Regions from separate parts of the Mus musculus genome. Here region 2 is linked to region 1. A link is a contact called in public Hi-C data. All regions are on one chromosome and are shown on one strand. Each heading gives the region's core, a stretch centred on a gene start, on an enhancer-like site or on the middle of the called end of the contact. The rest is flanking DNA. Distances are from core to core; before and after follow the strand shown. Region 1 has its middle 16 kb from the start of A330070K13Rik. Region 2 overlaps Caln1 (calneuron 1).

Region 1 (4,291 bases), core at 1,509-4,008:
ACCCACCTTGCGTTTTACTTGCCTAGAACTCCTGGATTTGGCTAACCTGGCTGTCTAGCGAGCCCCAGGGTTCCAGCCTCCACCTTCCCAGTGTTGAGTTTCTCCTGCCACGCTTGCTTCTGTCTGTTGAATTCAGCTCCTGGTGCTTGGGGGGCAAGGATTTTACCCACCGAGCCATTTCTCCAGCCTAACTTTAGGATCATCTTTGGGATCATCTGGACCACTAGCTGATTTGATTGCTATTTGTTTGTTTGTTTGTTTATAGTGCTGGAAATAAATCTCAGAACCTTGCCCATGCTAGGCAAGGGCTTCACTACTGAGCCATCCCCTAGCCCTTCAGTTTAGTTATGAATAGACTTCTGAGTGCATTGTGAGCCCTGAAAAAAGTAACTCAAAGAGGAAATGTAGGCTTTGCCTTGGCTCGCAGTTTGAGGGACACGGCCCATGGGGAAGGCACGGTGTCAAAAGTCTACCAAGGTATGTCACATTGCATCTGTAGTCAGGAAGCAGAGAGAGATGGATTCTGGTACTCAGTTCAATTTCTCCTTTGCATTCAGTCCAGGACCCCAGCCCATGGGCTGGTGACTCCGTATTTCAGGTGGCTCTTCCCACTTTTATTAACCCAATCTAGAAAGTCATGTCTGTGTCTCCTGGGTGATTCTAGGGCCTGTCAAATTGACAATTGATTCTGACCATCACAGTCTTGATGTATATGTAGTTCGGGTTGAACTGGACTCTCTGGCCCCAGCCCCCCTCCCCAAGTGCTAGAATTACAGGTATGTACCATAGCTGCTGGCTCTGAAAGCCTGTGTTTCTGAAACTTCTAGGCGACACAATTTGTCTTACCTTGGCCCCCAATTTGAAGGAAAACAAAATCGTACAATGGGAACTTAAAACATCTTAAAGCTCCAGTTGGCCTGACCCAACATTCTGAATGTTTCCTTCGTTGCCCTTGAACCTTAGGAGACTCCATAGATACTGCAGGAAGAGTAACAACTGCTTGGTTCAGAGCCAGTGATGGCTTCATTTCTTTCTCCTGCCCCTCGGGAGTGTGGTGTTGCGAACTCGGAGGCTAACAAGATTACAGGAACGCGTAATAAAGTGGAATTTGGTTAGTTTCATCAGCACCATCTCGCCGGCCAGGCAGATTTTCTAGTTTTAGATGATAGTCAAGCTGCTGTTGTCATGGACAGTGATTGCTAAAGAGGACTCTGGAAGGGCTGACTCAACACAGCTGCAGCCCACTACAAAGAAATGGGGACGTGGCCTCTGGTTAGATAGCTCCACTTTGTTCCAGATTCGAGGCCGTGTACAGAGATGCATTTTGAATTGGGAGGCATAATTAAATGAATATGGAAATAAATGGAGAAAGACAATAAGCAATGAGAAAACTAGACCTGGAAAGCAAGGAGGGGCCAGGAATGGCGTTGGTTGGAGGTGGACTTTGGGGTAACTTGGAGGGTTCTCTTCCTGCCAGTGTGGAGGGAGGGAGGCTCCTGCAGCAGACTCAAAGGCAGGAAGTAAAATCCCAGACTCAGGAGCACCGCACAGCGTGGTTCTCACCGCTGAGAGAATCAGAGAGGGTTCAATCTGAGGCAAACGTGCGTGACTGTGGCTTGTGGATTCTCATTGCCTCGAATAACATGTCCCACTGTGAAATGAGCGCATGGGTTTCCGTCATCGTAGGGCAAAAGAAAGCTGTAAACGAAGGCATTTTCCAAAGACATTTGTGGGGTCATCAGTTAGGCAGGTGACAGCAAAGTGAGAAGCCTGCCGAAACTGCAAATCTTATTTGATGACCTTCTTTTAAAAATGGTTTAGTATTATTATTACTATTATTATATATGTGTATTCACATGTATGTTCATCTGTGTGTATGAGTCGTGGCACACGTGTGCAGGTCAGAGGCCACCGCCATGGGGTCTCACAGCTGCCTCTGTAGCATTTGTCAAGATACAGAGATGCGTCAGCCAGGCCTTCATTGTTGGGACACCTTTAAAGGGGTAACTTACTGTGGTTCATGGCTTCAGAGCATCCAATCTATGGTCACTTGGCCTCATTCTTTTGGAGCCTGTGGCAAATATTGGGATAGGAAGGGGTTAGTGGAGTGATCTGTTCCCCTTATGATGCCTGGGTGTGGGATGGAGGAAGAAGGAAAAAGGGGGGGCCTGTGTGGGGAATGCTTAATGTCCAGTGCACAGCTGAAGCATGGTTAGGAAGAGGGTGATCCCCAAACAGCCTCTGTAGGTCTGAGTTAATCCTTTGTGGGTACGCAGGTGTTTACATGTGCGGAAGTGTGCATGTGTTCACACTTATTCGTACATGTGCATGTATGAGGAAGCCAGAGGCGGTGCATGTATTTAATCCCAGCATCTGGGAAGCAGAGGTAGGTAGATCTCCGTGAGTTCTCAACCTGCATGGCCTACATAGAGAGTCTGAGGCCAGCCAGGGCCACATAGTGAAACCCTGTCTCCGAAAACATTTTAAAAGTTAAAAATATTAAGTAAAAGAATTAAGACATTACTTGAAAAAAGGGGTCCCTGCTACTACTGCTAATAGATTTTCAAGTTATTGTTCACACTGAGGGACTTAACTCTATGGGTAGCTGTTCTCATAGTAGTGGGGTGCCAAGCAATGGATTCTGAGGTAATTCTTCTTGACAGGATTTGGAGGGCAGTCGCCCAGGGCTGCTGGTTGGGTACAATCCCATATGTTTTAACAGTTGGTAGAGCAGGAGGGGGTCCTGGAGTTGGGTTATGCAAACTGAAGAGGTGACCAGAACAACTTCTGGAACAGAATGCTCTTTGGGGGGGCAGCCAGCACCAGACTACCTCATGAAGGCTGGCATCCCATGTGATTTGCCGGACAGTGTCCATTTTGATTGGTGGTGGCCTCTGTTCTACAGGTTGTTGACTGTAGCAGGCTGAGAAATTTCTCTAGAAGACGTGGATCCCTTGGGTTAGAGGATGTCGCTTAGTTCATAGGTCACCTGCCTAATATGACAAAGCCCTGGGTTTGTGTCCCAGAACCACGTTCACCAGGTGTGGTGTGGCATGCCTGAAATCCCAAGTATTCAGGAGTTTGGGGTAGGTGGATCAGGAAATCAAGGCATTCCTTGGCTACATAGGAAGTTCAAGACCAGCCTGGGCTATATGAGACCTTGTTTCAAAACAAAACAAAACAAAACAGATTTAGAATCCAATTTCTAAAAAAATTAAATAAAAATTTACATTTATTTATTTGTTTCTTTTTGTACACACACACACACACACACACACACACACACACACCATTACATGTGTGTGGAAGTCAGAAGACAACTTGGGGTAGCCTGTTCTCTCTTTCCACCATGTGGGCAGCAGGGATCTAAGTCAGACTAGTGCCAAGTAGCTTTACTGGCTGATCCATCTAACCAGTCCAAATATTCCGTCTGCCCTCCCTCCCTCCCTCCCTCCCTCCCTCCCTCCCTCCCTCCCTCCCTCCCTCCCTCCTTCCTCTCTTCCTCCCTCCCTCCCTCCTTACTTCCCTCCCTCCCTTTCTTCATTCCTTCCTTCCCTGTACAGACAGCAGTTTTGCTTTGATCCCTGGGCTGTGCACGAATGCTATGCTGTGGAGATGCTGGGTTCTGCAGGGACTATCGGCAGAGTCTTGATTCATGCTCTGGGTTTCCTTGACTGGGCAGTTTACCTGGCTGGGTGGACCATTCCCTTGGGCCTCAATACGCTGTTTAGAACTTGTCCCATTTGTGTACTTTATGGGCAAACTCTGCCCCTCTAAGAAAACGTGTGCTCATCTTCTGCAACTCTCTCCTTTTCTTCCCAGCACCACCAGGGTCAGAGCTGGGACTCTGTCAGCTCTAAAGAGTTAGGCTCACCTCCGGACCTCAGCAGGTCAATTAAAAAAACAACCATAGTGAAAATCAGAGAAAGGAGAAGAGGAACAGAGAGGTCCAGGACATTCTCTCCCACCCCTGCAAGTCATCTTTGGGGTCCCGACATGAGATTTCAGTTTAAAGAACAAGATGATGGTTAAGTGCACCCTTTCAGAGGACCCGAGTTTGGTTCCCAGTACCCACTTCAGGTAGCTCACCATCACCTGTAATTCCAGCTCCAGAGGATACAGCACCCTCTTCTGGCCTCCTCTGGCACCTGCAGCATTCACATGTGCACATAACCACACACAGACACACTTTCATATACATAACTAAAACTAAAAATAAATTCTGAGAGAGATTGCACACATGCACAAGAAATTTGTATAGCTAAGCATATTGTGGTCAAGGTGTGGTCCT
Region 2 (4,248 bases), core at 491-2,990, 300 kb after region 1:
CTCTCTCTGTATGTGTGTGTGTGTGTGTGTGTGTGAGAGAGAGAGGCAGAGAAAGAGACAGACAGACAGACAGACAGATAGACAGACACACACACACACACAGAGATGCACTCTGTGCATGCATGCCCACGGAGGCTAAAAGACAACCCTCTATCATTTTTCAGACACCTTTCACCTTGTCTTACAAGACATTGACTCTCACTGGCCTGAAACTTGTCACATAAGCTGGGGTAGCCATTCCTTGAGCCCCAAGCATCCAAGGCTAGCTTTTCCTTGAGCCCCAAGCATCCAAGGCTAGCCTTTCCTTGAGCCCCAAGCATCCAAGGCTAGCCACTCCCTGTGCATCCTCCTGTCTCTCCCTTTCCAGCATTCAGATTACAAGGAGGTGCCACCACATCCAGCTTCTTCTTTTTTTTTTCACATCGGGCTGGGGGTTGAACATAGGTCCCCTCGTTTATAAGGAAAGCACTTTACTGGGTGTGTGTTTCAGTTTATTTTTCCATTACTCTGGGAAAATACCCTAACAAAGTAAGTTAATAGAAAAAGGACTTATTTTAGTTAACAGTTCACGGTGGGGAAATTGAGGTCTTGGGAGCTTGAAGGAGCTGGTTCTATTGCTGTGCCCATCTGAGCTTGAGATTACTTAGTTCTGATAGGAATGTCCATGGGAAAATGCTGTTCAGCACACGGAATGATGTACACAATGTGTGGCGCACTGGCAGCCACATTGTACCATGCCTCTCACTCGAGTTTCTGATGTTCTGTGTACAGTGAAGCACTGAACTTCTGGTCAGTTAGCAAGGATGATCTAGACCGGAGACCTATATATGGGTCATGTTTTCAGAGCAAGGGATTTGCTTCCTATTAGGATTTTGATCAAGGTCTTTGGATGTTCAACATGTCTTCTCTAAGATTCCTTTGACGTGTTTGTTCTACTGGTGGGACCTACCCACTAAACACTTCCTATATTACTTTGTCTTGAAGTCACCATGTGGCCCAGGATGGCCTTGAACTCACAATGTAGCCCAAGCTGGGCTGGAACTCACCATCCTCCTATTTCTACCTCCTGAGTGTGGGAGCACAGGAATTTACTACCAGTTCTGGCTTATTGATATTCCTTATTGACGGACATTCTTGTGGTTAGACTCGTACTCAGGAGCCAGTGGCTGCTTCTGCATCCCAAATCGCTCTCTTTCAAGCTGTGTGATCATATTCAGATTCTGTTGCTTATTTTTCTCAACAGTAGAATGTAGGACATTGGTCCAGGGAGACAACTTAGTTGGTAAAGTTCTTAAAGACTTGAGTTCACTTCCCAGAACACACACACACACACACACACACACACATATATATGAATGAATTGTACACTGGGCATCACATGGTTTTGCTAAGGAGCTTCTTGTGCCAGTGTGAGGACCTGAGTTCAATCCCCAGTATCCTGACAAGAAGCAGGGTATAACTACAAACACCTATCATCCCAGTGCAAGCTGAAGAAGCAAAGAGAAGAGGTTCCTTAGGACTCGCCAGTCCATCAGTGTAGCCATTCAGTGATCTAGTTTTAGTGAAAGACCCTACCCAAAGAATAAGGTGGAATAATAACACCACTGGACACAGATTTCTGGGCTCCACACACAGGCATGTATAAGTATTTATGCATACATGAACAATACACATAGGGAAGAAGAAGGATAGGGAGAGGGAGAGACAAGGAGGGAGGAGGAGGGAGAGAGGGAGAGTGGGGGGGGGGAGGAAAGGGAGCCGGAGCAAGAGCTGTGTATGACAGTGCACTTGTAATCCCTGTGCTGGGAGGTAGAGACAGGAGCTTCTCTGGGACCACTGGAAAGCCAGCCTAGATGACCAGGCCAGTTCAGAGACTCTATCTCAGAAAAAGATGGTGAAACACCCCAATAATAATAATAATAATAATAATAATAATAATAATAAATAATAAGCAGGCGATGAAATGGCTTCCCTGTGGGATCACTGAGACTGTGTATAGATCTTAGAGTATTTCCTGATTCTCTGTGTCCGGTGCAGTAGCAACCAGAATGGCCACAGCGACTGAAGGAGCTGTTGTCATCACTGTCAGCGTCACTGCTGTGAGCCCTCCTGCTGTACAGCTTATGCTGTCATCTGTCATCTCAGCAGGTCACCCTGGGTTCTGCTCACCTGCCCCAGCTTCCAGCCATCATGGATACTGACTCTGCCTGCTCCCCCTCCCTCTCCCGTGCCCCCTGCCCCCTGTGCCAACTGGATCCCCGGAGTGACACCTGCTCCCTTCCCCATCTGTCATGCCCTCATGGTCACCTTCTCATACCCTAGTACGCCTGTCCAACCTTGTAAAAGATGAAGGATGGGGACCACAGACTCTCTGTCCTTGGAGACATAGAAAAAAAAAAAAAACAGACAAGCCGACATTCAGGAAGATTTAGACATTTATCTGCCCCAAGGCAAGAAATGAAACGAGAGGCTCCTTCAAGGTCACTGTCTGCTTAGAAGTCTTGCAAAGATTCTACACCTCCCTCTGGATTGCAAAACCCCTTTATGATCTGTCTTGAGAGCAACAGCTCCAGCAATACTCTGAGAACATGACCCCACAAGCTTCAACACAAGTTACCACTCCATCTCATCTTTTCTTTCTCAAATCTCTCCCTTCTCCTGATTATATCCCTCTACATCCAACTGCCCCACTCTATCCTTGGCCTCAGGAGGCAAGCAGCTTGCCAGGCCCACCCTAGGGAACCTTCTTCCAAATCCTCAGTGTCCTGCAGAGCTTATGTAACCATATATGGGCTGCTGTCCTGAAACCAGTAATCTCTTATGCAAAAAAGATGTCGAGCAAGTACAATTTATGACGTCATCAAGGCCCAGCTTTATCCTTGTCCTCCCGTTACCCCCCAAAACTGTGTCCTGTCAGGATTAAGTCACTCTGTCCTAGATGAAAGACACCGGCATATTGGGGCTTCAGAGATGGCTCAGCATTTAAGAGTGCTTGACCCAGTAGCAGAGGACCTGAGTTCAGCTCTCAGCTCTAGGGAGTCCCACACCCTCTTCTGACCTCCCAGGACATCCACACACACCTGGCGTTTACTCACACAGATAGACACATGAACACATTAGTGAAATAAACGAGAAGGCTGACAAACCCCAGCCGTTTTTTTCTCGTCATCCAGTAGACTTGGAAGATTGAAAACCTTTCTCTTAAAACATTTTAATTCTCTCAGTGTGTGCCTCTGTGTTCACACGTGCACACAGGAGAGGGTTCGCTTACACAGTTGAGTGAGTGCTGGTGTCCAGAAAGGCCTGCAGAAGGCATCAAATCCCCTGAAACTGGAGTTACAGGAGTTGTGGGGCACACGACCTGGGTGCTGGGAACAGATTCAGTGCCCTCTGGTATAAAGCCATCCTCCAGTAAAAAGAAGGGGCTAGGCACATGAGACTGCTGGAAGTCAGTCCTGGTATGGAAAAAAAATAAGGTTTTATTTATATTAACAGTGTTGATCTAGATTATTCTAGATACTACAAGAGTACAATCATGTCTGTTTGTCTATCCATGGGGAATTGGACCCAAGACTCTTGTGGATACTAAAATCCCCAGACATGCCCCTTCTATAGAGTATAGTATTTGTGCAGAGCTTCTGAACATTGCCAGTGTGTTTAGAATCATCTCCAAGAGACATATATGACCTTGGGCAAGGTAAATAGTTTATACTGTATTGTTTACAAAATCAGGAGGAGAAAATAAGTTATACACATTGAGTACAGGTCAAATTTTGCTTTTCTTTTTGAGACAGGGTCTGTCTGTGCAGACATTGACCTGGAACTCACTGTGTAGCCCAGCCTGGCCTGGAACTCTGTATGTAGCCTAAAATAACTTGGAATTCATTATACAGCCCAGTCTAAACTGGAACTCGTTATATAGATCAGACTGGTGTACTGATCAGCAGTCCGCCAGTCTCACCCTGTTCATTGTTGGAACTACAGGCACATGCTGCTGCTCCCAGCTTTTGTCACTCCTTTGAGACAGGCTCGGACCATCTAGAGCCAGATAGATTTCAGCATCACAACGGACCTCCCATAGTTTCCTAAGTGCTGGAGTTAAAGATGCATGCTACCACCTCCAAATTAGATGCTGCTTAAAATAAACAAAACCCAAACCAAAAACCACCTTTTGTCTGTCGTTTGAATTCATGGAGGAGGAGTGAGTCCACAGATGGAGGTTGTTGTCATTGATACGGTCAGTCTTGG

Evidence for each region. Hi-C and Micro-C count contacts between places; a contact is called where the count stands out from the background.
Region 2: a Hi-C map of cerebellum shows a contact between it and region 1, with 2.5 times the contacts expected there. The contact joins two enhancer-like sites. A contact is called at or near these places in 4 of 484 Hi-C or Micro-C datasets (brain, cerebellar granule neurons and cerebellum).

What each region holds. Positions count from the first base shown.
Region 1 is chr5:130,397,998-130,402,288 of GRCm38.p6, forward strand. It overlaps a transcript of Caln1 not described here. Among named protein-coding and RNA genes, the nearest start is that of A330070K13Rik, 16 kb to the left of the region's middle. Within about 2 kb of position 2,759, at least 3 of the 459 cell types and tissues checked have an H3K27ac peak or open chromatin away from gene starts, as enhancers often do. A contact at or near this core is called in cerebellar granule neurons and cerebellum, where this site is marked.
Region 2 is chr5:130,699,806-130,704,053 of GRCm38.p6, forward strand. The region is part of intron 4 of Caln1 (calneuron 1); the gene reads left to right. Among named protein-coding and RNA genes, the nearest start is that of Gm40337, 150 kb to the right of the region's middle. Within about 2 kb of position 1,741, at least 3 of the 459 cell types and tissues checked have an H3K27ac peak or open chromatin away from gene starts, as enhancers often do. A contact at or near this core is called in cerebellar granule neurons and cerebellum, where this site is marked.